Linked DNA regions of Sus scrofa: regions 1, 2 and 4 are each linked to region 3. Evidence: chromatin contacts called from public Hi-C data. All regions are on one chromosome and are shown on one strand. The core of a region is the stretch at or near the end of the contact, and the rest is flanking DNA. Distances in the headings are between cores, read along the strand shown.

Region 1 (2,700 bases), core at 22-2,521, 740 kb after region 3:
TAGAATGATGCAAACATACGGGTGCAAAAACTCATGTAGCTTAGCAAAAAATTACTTCTGTGATCTTTGTCGGATGCAAGCATCGTTTTGAATGCAAGTGAGCATTTTTACCACTTTTGGTGACTTCAGTAGGTTTAACACTTATTTTTGAATTTATTGCATAAACTCGTAAAACAAAGGACAGAACTTTCAACCTATTCAGTGAAAATCTATACATTCGAGCTGGCTTTTAAAAAATGTATAACTACTGCTTTCTTTCCACCCACAAGTTGCCATTACCTCAAAGGTGAAATTTTAGCATATGACTGAAAAGTCCTATAACTGCAGCTTCATGATTCAGTCTCTAACATCAACAATTCACAGTGAGATCATAGGCTCCCTGTGGAAGGTAGTGACATACTTGCTTTATGCAAGGAAGCTGAGGGCATATTGAAAGCATCTTGAATTTAGACACACTGCTTGTGTGGGTGTCAGACATTTGTGTCTTAACTGGTGTCCTGCAGAAGGATCCTCCTTTGGGAAAGGCTGTCTGAGAAAGGTGAACTGGGGCTGTAAGGCTAGGATACACACATGTGGTAACCAGCTCCTCCTCAACATGGTTTTCCAGAGTTACCCCGGGCAGGTGGGACGCCGTTCCGCTTTGTGTGGAAAGGATTCCAGCTTGGTTCCCTGCCACCACCAGACACAAATGTGTTGATTTTTCTTTTTTGAGCTTCCAACCCTTGCAACCTTCCAAAAATAAATCAAACCAGCCATCAGGGCACCGAAATAATACTACTACTAATAAGCAGCTTTGCCGAAACTTAAATAAACAACACTTCTGAGGTAAACTTTGCCCCAGAGGTCTGGACACTTTTTATGTAACCTGCTTATTAAGAATTACTAGACCTGGACGCATTAACCCTGAAAATAGATCTTAATAGCAGCCCCCAAACACAAAAGACATGAAACGACAATAAAGAAAAAAAATGTGCACCAACTAGAAAAACATTTGGCAGCTTACTCCAGCCCAAGCTGAAGACACCCCCCCCACCCCCGCAACCACCGCAAACACCGCCTCTCCCATCCGCCCCGCCTTCAGGCTAAGACAGTCCGCTCGGGACCCCGCCCCCCCTTCCCTGCCCCGGCCCAGCCCCGCCCCTTAGGCTCGCCTTTCACGTGGCTCCTCCCCCTTCCGCTCCTCACAGCCTTGTTTCAGCAGCTGGGGTCAAATTGTTGGAACAGGCTGATTTGCATAGCCCAATAGCTGCGCGTATGCAAATAAAGCGGGTGCTGGTTGGCTGGGAGTTGGCAGGATAACTCTGGCGAGCGGGGCCTTTGTCCTTCAGTGGCTGTGAGGCAGCTGCCGTGTCGGTGTCGTGGCCCGAGGCGAGGCGGGGGCCCGCGAGCCCTAAGGAGGCCAGCGAGCGATCGAGTGGGGCGGGAGGGGCGGACGGCGCGGCGGCAGCGGGCGCTGGAGTAGCCTACGAGGGAGCGCAGAGAACAGGCGCCCGCGCGCTCGCGGTGGCAGGAGCAACCCGCACGCCGCTCTCTCTCAGTAGGGGACTTGCAGTTGCAATATGACTTTGGAGGAATTCTCGGCTGGAGAGCAGAAGACTGAAAGGTAAGTGGGCCGGCGCCTCTGCCTGAGCTCTGCTCGTCGTCCACTGCATGCACCTTAGCGCTGCTGGGCTGTGCACGGTTTTCGGGGGGCCAGAGGTTAAAAGTTTGCCGAGGGCACCTTCTCTCCCGCCTTTCTTCCCTGGGAACACTCCAGAGGCGCGCGTGGACGTAAAGAGCGTGCCCCCCCTTCCACGCCGGTCGAACCCCTTTAAGCTTTTGCAAAGGGCAGAAGTGACCATCCCTGCCCTTGTGGCTCCTGAGGCCGGCAGCCTGTGGCTGAGCCCAGCGCCAACGACTGGCACTGCCCTCAGGAGAGGGTGGCGGGTGCCACTCACGGGGTTTCTCACAGGACTCTGGACGTAGGAGGGGTCATGGGAGGATGACAGCCGGGAGAGCGCCGGGTTTTGCACAAGGCCGAGTGCGCGATGGCCCTTGCACTCGGGAGGGAGGGTGCAGGGCGAGGGGGCGGTAACGGCCAGGCGTGGCCCCGGGCTGACAGGACCCTCTTCGCTCTGCCTGCTCGTAGGATGGATAAGGTGGGGGATGCCCTCGAAGAAGTGCTCAGCAAAGCCCTGAGTCAGCGCACAATCACCGTCGGGGTGTACGAGGCGGCCAAGCTGCTTAACGTGTAAGTGTGGCCCTGGGGTGTCTCTCGTGGTACTCCTTCCCGCCTCAGCCCCGGGAGGTCGCCTTCGCGGGGCGCCCCTCACCCTGCAGCGCTCCTTCCTGCCACTTTCCACCTGCCCCGTGTCTGTCCGAGGGGCAGCGAGCGGGCCAGGGCGCGATCCCCCTCGACCCGGGCGGGGGGTGCGGGCTCCCACGCAGCGGGTCGTGCCTTTGGGCTCACCGGCCGGGTCCCTGCTCGCAGCGACCCGGATAACGTGGTGCTGTGCCTGCTGGCGGCGGACGAGGACGACGACAGGGACGTGGCTCTGCAGATCCACTTCACCCTGATCCAAGCGTTTTGCTGTGAGAACGACATCGACATCCTACGAGTCAGCAACCCCGGCCGGCTGGCCGAGCTCCTGCTCCTGGAGACGGACGCGGGCCCCACCGCGAGCGAGGGCGCAGAGCAGCCCCCGGACCTGCACTGCGTGC
Region 2 (2,745 bases), core at 46-2,545, 590 kb before region 3:
AAACATCAGATTGTTTTTTTCTTCTTTTCCTGAATGTTGTGTGGCCTGAATTATTGGGGTAATTTCCTTAATTATTCACCTCGAATGTTTAGACAGTCTGCATACAAAATAACAGGGCAGATGCACTGGAAAAGCTGTAGTAGTTCTGAGAGTATTTCCCCAAATGGTTGTTTTGTAGGGATTACTTTCGTTCAAATTAGCCCTCCTGAATAAGCTTACCTCAGAGCCCCAGCATCGAGCTGTTTATATTGATTTGCAAGTATTCCATGTGTCCTAAAATGAGATAAGGGTAAGTTGCAAAAAAAAAACATGAGCAAGTCAACTGAAGTGTGAAGAGTTAAAATGTTACCCTTGAGCAAAGGTTACCAAAAATAATACTCTGCTCATTAATGGCTACTTCACTACTTCCAAATTAATTTCTAAATTTAGTGTGAATGTTTCTTTGTATTAAATGGAACTGAGGAGACCCACAGCCTCTCATCTCTCACTTGCTGCCTAAAGACTGGAGTTCGTTCCGCCTTGGTTCCACTTCGTGTTTTTGCACTGCTGAGAAACACCATCCACCCACCCCCCCTGAAAGTTGGAATCATGCATGTTAGTAAGTATTTCAGTTATGCTATTGACGTCAATGGAGTCATTAAATAGATTGCTGGCCCTCCCAGAGGCAAATCACTGCCAGGGACCTAGATACAGACACGTTTTTTACAAAGACAACCATCAGGTTTTGCTATAGCAGTGAGCCAGGGAAAGGCAAAAGTTTATACTGTAGCAGACCTATCTCCAAACACAGTTTCTTTCTTTCTTTTGCATTTTAGTTCCGGCCTTTCTTTCTCTTTGGTTACAGTAGGCTGGAGCAGATGCCTAGATATTGTTGCCTGAATGTTTTGTGTGCAAAAGCATCTCCTGTCATTGAGACTCTGAAGGGAGACACCCCACTCTTAAAAAATGTGTCTCATCTTTAGCTCTACACAGCCTATCCTGATGTTTATTTGGTGGCATAAATTATCTAGGCAAATCGCTATTGTCTGCCCATATGAGCTATTGTCTCCTCGTGGCCTGAATAAACAGTGTCCTGCACACACACACACACACGCACACGCACATTTGTCCTTTCTGCTGCTTCTAGGTGACTTCTAGCTGCAGCCCCTCATCTATGAATCAACCTTTGTGCAGCCTGCCCTGTGCTTCGGCACTCAGGCTCTAAAGCAAAGGGTGGAGGAGGCGACAGAGAAGAAAGCTTCACTTCTCTCAGTTGGCTCATCTGCAGAGTCCCGCAGGAGGCAGGAGGCTGCCCACGTGCCTGTGTCCTCCCAAAGCCCAGCTGCTGCCAGCCTCAAGCCTGGTCATGCAGCTCGCCGGCATGTCAGAGAGGGCTCTTCAGGAAACATCTGTCTCTTCCTGGGTATTCCTGACAACTCTATTTACCTGGACAGGCCCAGGAGTCAGAGCCAAATCTTGCCCTCACACCTGGACTCTTCTGACTTTGCCCCCAGGCACGAAGTCGGGGAGCCATCTTGAGCAGAGCGCTCTCTCCGAATCCGGTTATCAGAATCCACCGTGCTGGTCTTAGCGCTCATCGCCTTTCCTAACCCTGTCCCTTCACTCCCTGCGCTCCTTATCAGTAAGTGTGTATACACGCTTATCAGTAAGTAGGCACAGAAATGCCAGACATCCAGCCACCTTTAGTAACCCCTTTGGGTTCATCCGGAGGCCCAGATCCACCCCCAACTCCACCACTGCGCCTTTCCCCACATTCCTGGCTCTGTGTATCTCTCCACCATCTTTTATCGCTCCACCTCCCACAGCTGGCTCTTGGGGTCTTTGCTCCAATCTTACCCCCTGGTTTTCTTCCCATCCTCCCTCCCTTAGTGTCGTGCTCCATCCTTCTCTACGTTAACCCTGGTGGGGGGTCCTTCAGCTTAGTTATTGTACTCATTCCCCCCACACACTTCAATCCACCTTCCATTCTGTGACTGGAATTATTCTTCTAAAATCCAGTTATGGTTATATTGTTTGCTGAGCGAGTGATCTTTAACCGTCCAGATAAGATCCTTACTTCTTACCAGGTTTGCAAAGTCTCTCAGAATTTTGCTTCTAAATCCTTCTTTGTCCTCATCTCTCCCTTTAACCCCTACCCCCAAGCACAGTAGATCGCTGAGTTGCACCTAACAGACGGTCGCTCAAATACACCAGGCTCTTCTTGCCTCCCTGCCTTTGTACATTCTGTTCCCTCGCCCAGGCTGCCCTTTCCTAAAAATGTCATTCACATATTCAGCACAGGGATTTGCTTACATTGTCGCAGTGAAGGAGTTCTTTATAATCGCTCTGATTTTTGGATTCTGGATTCAGGATTGAACTAAATATATGTCTCAGTTCAAACCCTAATATAGAGTATATGGTTAGCAGGTACTAGTTCCTTTCCCCATTCCTGTCTGGAAAGTACGTTTCTTATCTTTCAGAGCTCAGCATAGATGCCATCTTCTGGATGTGCTCCCCTCAACTCATCCCAAACCACTCTCAACAATTATCTTAATTATTATCTCAAAATCTCAATTTTTGCGCTTTTTCATAATGTGCTGTATTTTTCATTTTATTTAATTTTAATTTTATTTTTATTAGAGTGTCATTTATTTACACTGTTATGTCAATTTCTGCTGTGCAGTACAGCCACCCAGTCATAATGTATTTTTCATTTTAATTTTATCCTCTTCTCATCTTAGTGTCCCGAGTCAAGTACGAATCCTC
Region 3 (3,053 bases), core at 264-2,763:
AAGGTGAAGAGTCCAAGGTGAGGTCCTGTAGGGCCCTGCAAGGATGTGGGCTTTCACTCTGAATGAAATGGGAAAAACTGGATGCTTTCCAGAAAAGCCACAGTGATTTACATGTTGAGGGTGACTGTTAGAGGGGGAATAAGTTCAGGTTTAGATACGAATTTTGAGATGCCTATTAACTCCTAAGTGCAGATGTTTGTCTGTTTTCGTGGAAAAGCCTACAGATAAACTTGTAAAGCATCAGTATACAGGTAATTCTGAAAGGCAAAAAACAATAGTGCGGAAAAGAGGTTTAAACACTGATCCCAGCAACACTCCCACATTTAGGTATGGACGAGATGAGGTACCAGCAGAGTATTTTGAAAAGAGGTAGACATAAACCAAGGGGACAATTAAGGAGGGGTGGTGTTCCAGAAACCCAATTATGTGATTCGAAACTCAAGAAGTGATAAACTAGATGAAAACTGCTAATGAATGTGTTAGAAAAGAAACTGAGAAATGTCCAGTTGGATAGCTGGAGAGCTATTGCTTACCTTCACAAAAGCTATTTGTGTGTGTGTGAGAGAGAGAAGTGGTAGGATGGACAAAGACCTGAGTACCATATTCAAGAGAGAACGCAAGGTTCTCTTCCAAGTTCATTCAACAAGTTCTGCTAAAGAAAGACAGCTGGAAGAGACTGGAGAGCAGAGTCACAGAAGGCTTGAAAAGAGAGAACAAAAGTGGTCTGGAAGCATGGAAGGGCCGAGGAATTAGGAAACTTTAGTGGGGCTGCTAGACTAAGGGACCATATAAGTTTAAATGTGAGACAAATCGCCAGAGCTGTCTGCTTTTCTCCAGCCTCTCATCCACTGCTGCAGAACAACAGAACGTTGTGAGCTGGAATGAGTTTTAAGGGAGGATGGTATGAGGAGGAGGCAGGAAAAAACCTCGACTACAGCGCATAGCAATGTACAGTCTGATGAGTCATAGAAGTTGAGAGGATTGAACATCTCGGCACAATTTGAAGGCAAAAGGCTTGAGACTGCAGACCGAAAACAAAACAAAAAAACAGGAGTACTAGGACGAAAGGTAGTTCTAAACAAACTAGGTTCTTTTCTAAGAGAGCAAGCACAGCAGTAGAGGTTTAGAAAAGGATGTATTAGGTCAAGGAAGGAAACACTGCCGCCTAGGAGCTTCCAAGACTGCTGATTGAACACAGATGCAGTAAAAGGCTCTGAAAGGGCTCTCTCCGGGATCAGGCGGGATGGACTAAAGTTTCAGCGCCGGAACTTACACCCCGAGATTCTGCTGCTTGCGGCTGTTTACCGGAGAGATGGGCATGGCGGCGACCGGATGGGAGTGGTCGACCACCCCCTTCCTTGGCTGCTTCTGGAGACCCAGTATCCCAACCCTCGGCGTTAGCGGCTCCAGCTGAGGCACGGGAATGTTTGCCGGGCGTCATGGAGACAGTGGAGCCCTGGCTCAACAAGCGGCCGCGCGGTTGGCTGGCGGCTAGAGGCCCAGGAGGAGGGCGGAGGCGAAGGGGAGGGCAGAGGGTTGGCGGAGCAAGAGGAAGCTCCGGCCGACGACTAGAAGAAGGAGGCGGGCGGCCCGGGCCCCAGGCCCCTCCCAGGCTCTGAGTCTCCCCGGCTGCAGGCGGATGGATGGGGCTTCTTCAGGCGGTGGCGGCAGCAGCGAAGGTGGCGGTGGCAGCAGCGGCAGCGGCTGTAAGTGCAGCCTCCATAAACCATCTATCCTCTCCTAGTCCTATTTGGGATGAAGGGCTCTCCAAGTGTCCCCGGTACCCTTTTTCTCCTTCCCCTCCCCCACCGCACTGTATCGCCCGGAAGATCCTTAACTTCCGGGGAGGGGCTGAGAGATCAAGCCCTTCTTGCTCCCCCTCCCGAAGTGGCGCCGGCCACCCAGGGCGCATGCGCAGCGCCTCTCCGCCGCCCACCCCTTCCCAGCCGGGTCTTTTGCTTTGGCGGTGGTGGCTGCAGCGCCGGTCTTCCCCAGCATCCGCGGCGCGCTGGGAATCCGCTGCGGAGTGAGTTCGCCTCGCCCTGTCGGCTTCCGCCCCTTTCTTCAGTCTGATCCCGAACCTGGTCGGGGTGGGGCCAAGCTGATGGTGCCCGTGGCTCCGCCTCTTTGCCTCTGTATCACGGATTCGATCCCACTGCAGCCCTTGGGCGAACCGGCCCTTTTCAGAGGGAGTGAGGGAGGGAAGAGAGGCTCGAAGAAGGCGTTATTGTAAGGGAGTGAGGTCCTCGCAGCCCCACCCTGGAGACAGATGCCTCCCCCGCCTTTGAATGGCCTTGTTCTTTCAGCTTTTGGTGGAAAGATCTCTGGCCTGGAGCCCATCGCTAGTCTTCGCTATGTGACCTTGGGCGAGTCATTATCCACCTCTGGGCCCCATTTATCCCCAAAGCTTCCTCCAACGCTAAAACTCTTAATTTTGCAGAAAAGCTTATGCAATTACAAGACTGGCCCCTCCACTGAGGCCGCTTAGCTGAGACCACCCGGAGTTGAGTGAACCTTTCTTCAGTCATGGGTGGAATAAGGCGACCTATTTTTGGGGTCGCTTTTATTTCATTACCATCAGTTACAGACTGCATGACCCAAGGCTCATTAATGTTTTTCTAAAATTGTCGTGGGATTCCTGTCCCAATTCTTGACCGTGTTTTAAAAAATTAGAGACAGGGTGAATGGGGAGCTTGTGGTATCATCGTCTTTGGTCTCCTTACTACTGAGGCTCTCTTTCCTTTGATCCAGATGGTGTGGTGGCTCGATTCTCCCAGTGCCTGGCTGAGTTTCGGACGTGGTTAAGAACCAACTGGTTGAGGTTCAATGCAGACAAGACGGATGTGATGCTGGTAGGCAGGGGCACGCTTGGAGATTAAGGGAGGGAAAGTCCAAACTCCCTCAAGTAATATAAATGTTATATTACTCTTCTAGTGTATGAGAACGACTGATGGGCTAATAATTTCCAGAGTTTGGATGAGATAAAAATAACATGTCAAAAATATTAAAACTATTGAAATATCAGTTTGTGGTAATCTGATAAAGTGGAACCA
Region 4 (3,007 bases), core at 464-2,963, 610 kb before region 3:
ACTATAACTGAATAAATAAAATAAAATAAAATTTAAAATAAATGCTTGTATGTGCCAAGCACATTATAAGAGTAGTTAATTATCACAACACCCCATTCTACAGATGAAGCAGTTGAGGCATAGAGGTTGCCTAATGTCTCATAGTTAGTGCTAGTGCAGCTGAGAAACAAACCCATGCTGTTTAGTCCAAAAGCATTGCTCTCAACTGCAATAGTGTGTTTCTAAGACAGACTAAAATCAGTATTACAAGAAAACTGCACATCAAATTCTATGTGTAGGTATGAAACAGAGAAAGGTCAAATTGATAAAGTACAGAGTATAACAGTAGGAAGTGGCATGTTTGCTTTCAAGAAAAGCATTTATTGTTGAGAGCAGACCTACACTCAATTCACAGGCTTCTCATCTTCCAATTTTCCTACAAAATTGTAATGTGCTGTAATGTGCTAGTTTTGCCACTAGATGGTGCTCTTGCTATGGTTCTGAATATCTGGCCTTGTTCCTCAGAGGCACTGCCCTCTCTGCTGGTTTGGAAAACACAGTTTTCATAACCAACCAAGTGGTTCATTCATGCCGTTTTATTATTAATAAAAATCAAATTAAGGTTTTTAAAATTTAGAATAGTTTTGTAAATAATCTGGCTATACTCAAATAGGAGTTTCGTCTTGTTTTGTTTCTTTCCTCTTCTTGCTATGAATTATCTATAAATTATCTGATCATTTTTCTAGCAGCTACTGTCTGACGTGGTCATTAGCTTTTACAGCTCAAGTTCTTTAAGGGACCCAGGGCTGGGGATTGGCATGTTCATCTCTTGCCTCTGAATGTCCTGCTCTCCTAGACTTCCAGAGTTGCATAATGGTAAAGTCATTTTGACATGGTGCTTCTCTTAATGCTTTTGGTTGTTGTTGTTGTTTGTTTTTTATTTTTTATAAAACCCTCTAGTCATTAGTTTGTATAGTTTTAGTAACTCCCAATTTACTCAACAATATGTGAGCTTTAGGTACTACATACGTATGACCTTGCTTCTATTATATACCTTTTGTTGGGCATTTAGACTCCAAAAATCCAGCAGCCGTAGAAGATCTTCTTAACTCTAACTCTGTTCTCTTATCCCCAGCTCGCCCCGATGTCTTCTGAAGAGCATGAACTCCACAGCAGACATCTAAACAAATAGCCCTGTATTTCACCCGTTCAAAGTTCGTCTCCAAAAAATAGCTTGGGAAGGGGTCGTTCTTGTAAGAGTTTACCTCCCTACACTTATCACAGATGCTCCTCTCTTAACTCTACTCCCTCTCTCATTTTGGCTCGCCTGCAAGAACCCTGAGGTTCTTCCTCTTTATGCCCCCACCTCAGGAAGCCACGCCCTGCCATTGCTTTAACAGCCCCCATCAGTGTAGGTAAATCCTAAATCTCCAGCTCTAAGCCACATGTTTTAGGCTCCCCACTTGCTCTTTCCCCCAGGATATCAAGGAGGATCTTAGAACTCAACATGTGGGAAAGTGACGTGTCTTCTCCACCTCCTCACTTGTTAATTTCGACTCACAACTTCACTATTTTCCCAGATACCCCTTTTTAAAACTGAAAGTACTGTTTCTTTATGGCCCCTTATCCAATTAAGTGTCAAGTCCTTGGCAAGACGTTCAGGGTCTCCTCCAATGGTCTTTTCCTGTTTCTCCCTCGGCCTTGCCAATTTCTTCTCATCTGAATGACTGCGATGTCCCCCAGCTGCTCTTCCTGGCTCTGTCCTCTCTCCCATCCATCTCCTGGTGTCCATAGTGCTTCACGTTCTAAAGCACTTTTCTATTCTCACATCTGACTAAAAACCTTCACTGGCTCATTTTCCCTTCACTGGCTCATTTTCTCAGTTAAGCATTGACTCCACAGCTGTTGTCCACGATGTCCGTACTATGGCTATGATGGCTAAGATAGTGCCTTCAAGTCTTACCTTCTACAGGCATCTGTTGTGCGCTCAGCTCTACCCAAACAGCCACAGGGCATCTCAGTGTTCCATACTTCCTGTGCATTTGTTTTTGCATTGCTCTCAGTAGTTGCCTTGACCATGTGCGCCTTTTATTTTTTTCTTTCCACTATTTTATTTTTTTAATTTGTGATTTTTTTTATATTTTTTATTACAGTTATAGATTTACAATGTTCTGTCCATTTATGCTGTAGACCACGCACACCTTTTAAAGGCTGCCCTTCCTAGTTCCTCTCCAACACCACCCATTCCATCACGCCTTTTCTTTGTCTCCTCTGTAATTGTCACTTCTCGTTTGCATCCCATTAAGTATCAACTGCTGATATTTCTCATTCTATATTTCTGATATCTACTACAGTGTTTAAATATTTTTCTGTCTTCCCTATGATGTTTAAATTTGAGAGGATCATGAATTCTTATTATTCAATCCACAACACGGGGTCCTCATAAAATAGGAGACAATAGTTAAAAGCACATATTTTTTGGAATCAGATGGTTTTAGTTCTTCCACGTATGTATTAGCGATGTGCTCGTTATGCAGTTGCTTACCTGCTCTGAGCCTTGATGTCATCCATAAAATGGGAATAAGAGTATTTGCCTCAAGTCTTGTTACAAGAATTAAATGAGATGTCACGCAGAGCCTGACAGATGGTCATCACTCAAAGGATGCTTTCTCTCTTGTCCGTGTTCTTTTTATAGTCACTTAGTCCTTGTACAAACCGGAAGTTTACTAGATGAAATTAAAGGGGGGCTTCTAGCTAAAGACCAAGGTAGAAAGGAAAATAATGTGCTAAATAAGACCCCAAAGACCCCAAAGTAAAAGCCAACCCTAGAGAAGGGGCACACAGGATGCAGGTGTTATCTAGCCCTGGATTCCTAAGTCTCAGGTCATGCGCGGTACTAGGCAGGTGCTTAATCATCACCAGTTGCTCCCACATAGTTAATGAATAAGGTGCCATATTTGTAGGGCGATCCTGGGGACAGAGAAGATGACCCGTAAAGGAAACTCATTACCAACCACCTTCTATGTGG

Evidence for each region. A called contact is a pair of places that touch in the nucleus more often than the background predicts.
Region 1: a contact with region 3 is called in a Hi-C map of liver, with 5 times the contacts expected there. The contact joins the promoter of GADD45A here to the promoter of MIER1 in region 3. A contact is called at or near these places in 1 of 5 promoter capture datasets (fetal liver) and 2 of 47 Hi-C or Micro-C datasets (embryonic fibroblasts and liver).
Region 2: a contact with region 3 is called in a Hi-C map of heart right ventricle, with 2.7 times the contacts expected there. The contact joins the enhancer-like site here to the promoter of MIER1 in region 3. A contact is called at or near these places in 3 of 47 Hi-C or Micro-C datasets (fibroblasts, heart right ventricle and subcutaneous adipose tissue) and 1 of 2 datasets of contacts at active chromatin or transcription factors (alveolar macrophages).
Region 4: a contact with region 3 is called in a Hi-C map of omental adipose tissue, with 1.6 times the contacts expected there. The contact joins the enhancer-like site here to the promoter of MIER1 in region 3. A contact is called at or near these places in 4 of 47 Hi-C or Micro-C datasets (epiblast stem cells, mesenteric adipose tissue, omental adipose tissue and 1 more) and 2 of 2 datasets of contacts at active chromatin or transcription factors (alveolar macrophages and skeletal muscle).

What each region holds. Positions count from the first base shown.
Region 1 is chr6:144,942,660-144,945,359 of Sscrofa11.1, reverse strand. GADD45A (growth arrest and DNA-damage-inducible, alpha) reads left to right here and starts at 1,271. Exons shown (of 4, transcript NM_001044599.1): 1 at 1,271-1,603; 2 at 2,129-2,230; 3 at 2,471-2,700. The coding sequence starts at 1,560.
Region 2 is chr6:146,271,866-146,274,610 of Sscrofa11.1, reverse strand. All of the region lies in intron 8 of PDE4B (phosphodiesterase 4B), which reads left to right. All of the region lies in intron 1 of LOC102162258 (a long non-coding RNA gene), which reads right to left. Among named protein-coding and RNA genes, the nearest start is that of SGIP1, 220 kb to the right of the region's middle. Within about 2 kb of position 1,295, at least 44 of the 83 cell types and tissues checked have an H3K27ac peak or open chromatin away from gene starts, as enhancers often do. A contact at or near this core is called in alveolar macrophages and subcutaneous adipose tissue, where this site is marked.
Region 3 is chr6:145,678,523-145,681,575 of Sscrofa11.1, reverse strand. MIER1 (mesoderm induction early response protein 1) reads left to right here and starts at 1,513. Exons shown (of 14, transcript XM_021096499.1): 1 at 1,513-1,706; 2 at 2,752-2,852. The coding sequence starts at 1,640. WDR78 (WD repeat-containing protein 78) reads right to left here and starts at 1,441. Exons shown (of 19, transcript XM_021096495.1): 1 at 1,387-1,441; 2 at 1,337-1,384; 3 at 1,274-1,334. The coding sequence starts at 1,441.
Region 4 is chr6:146,292,772-146,295,778 of Sscrofa11.1, reverse strand. All of the region lies in intron 5 of PDE4B (phosphodiesterase 4B), which reads left to right. The region is part of intron 2 of LOC102162258 (a long non-coding RNA gene); the gene reads right to left. Among named protein-coding and RNA genes, the nearest start is that of SGIP1, 240 kb to the right of the region's middle. Within about 2 kb of position 1,713, at least 22 of the 83 cell types and tissues checked have an H3K27ac peak or open chromatin away from gene starts, as enhancers often do. A contact at or near this core is called in alveolar macrophages, mesenteric adipose tissue, omental adipose tissue and 1 more, where this site is marked.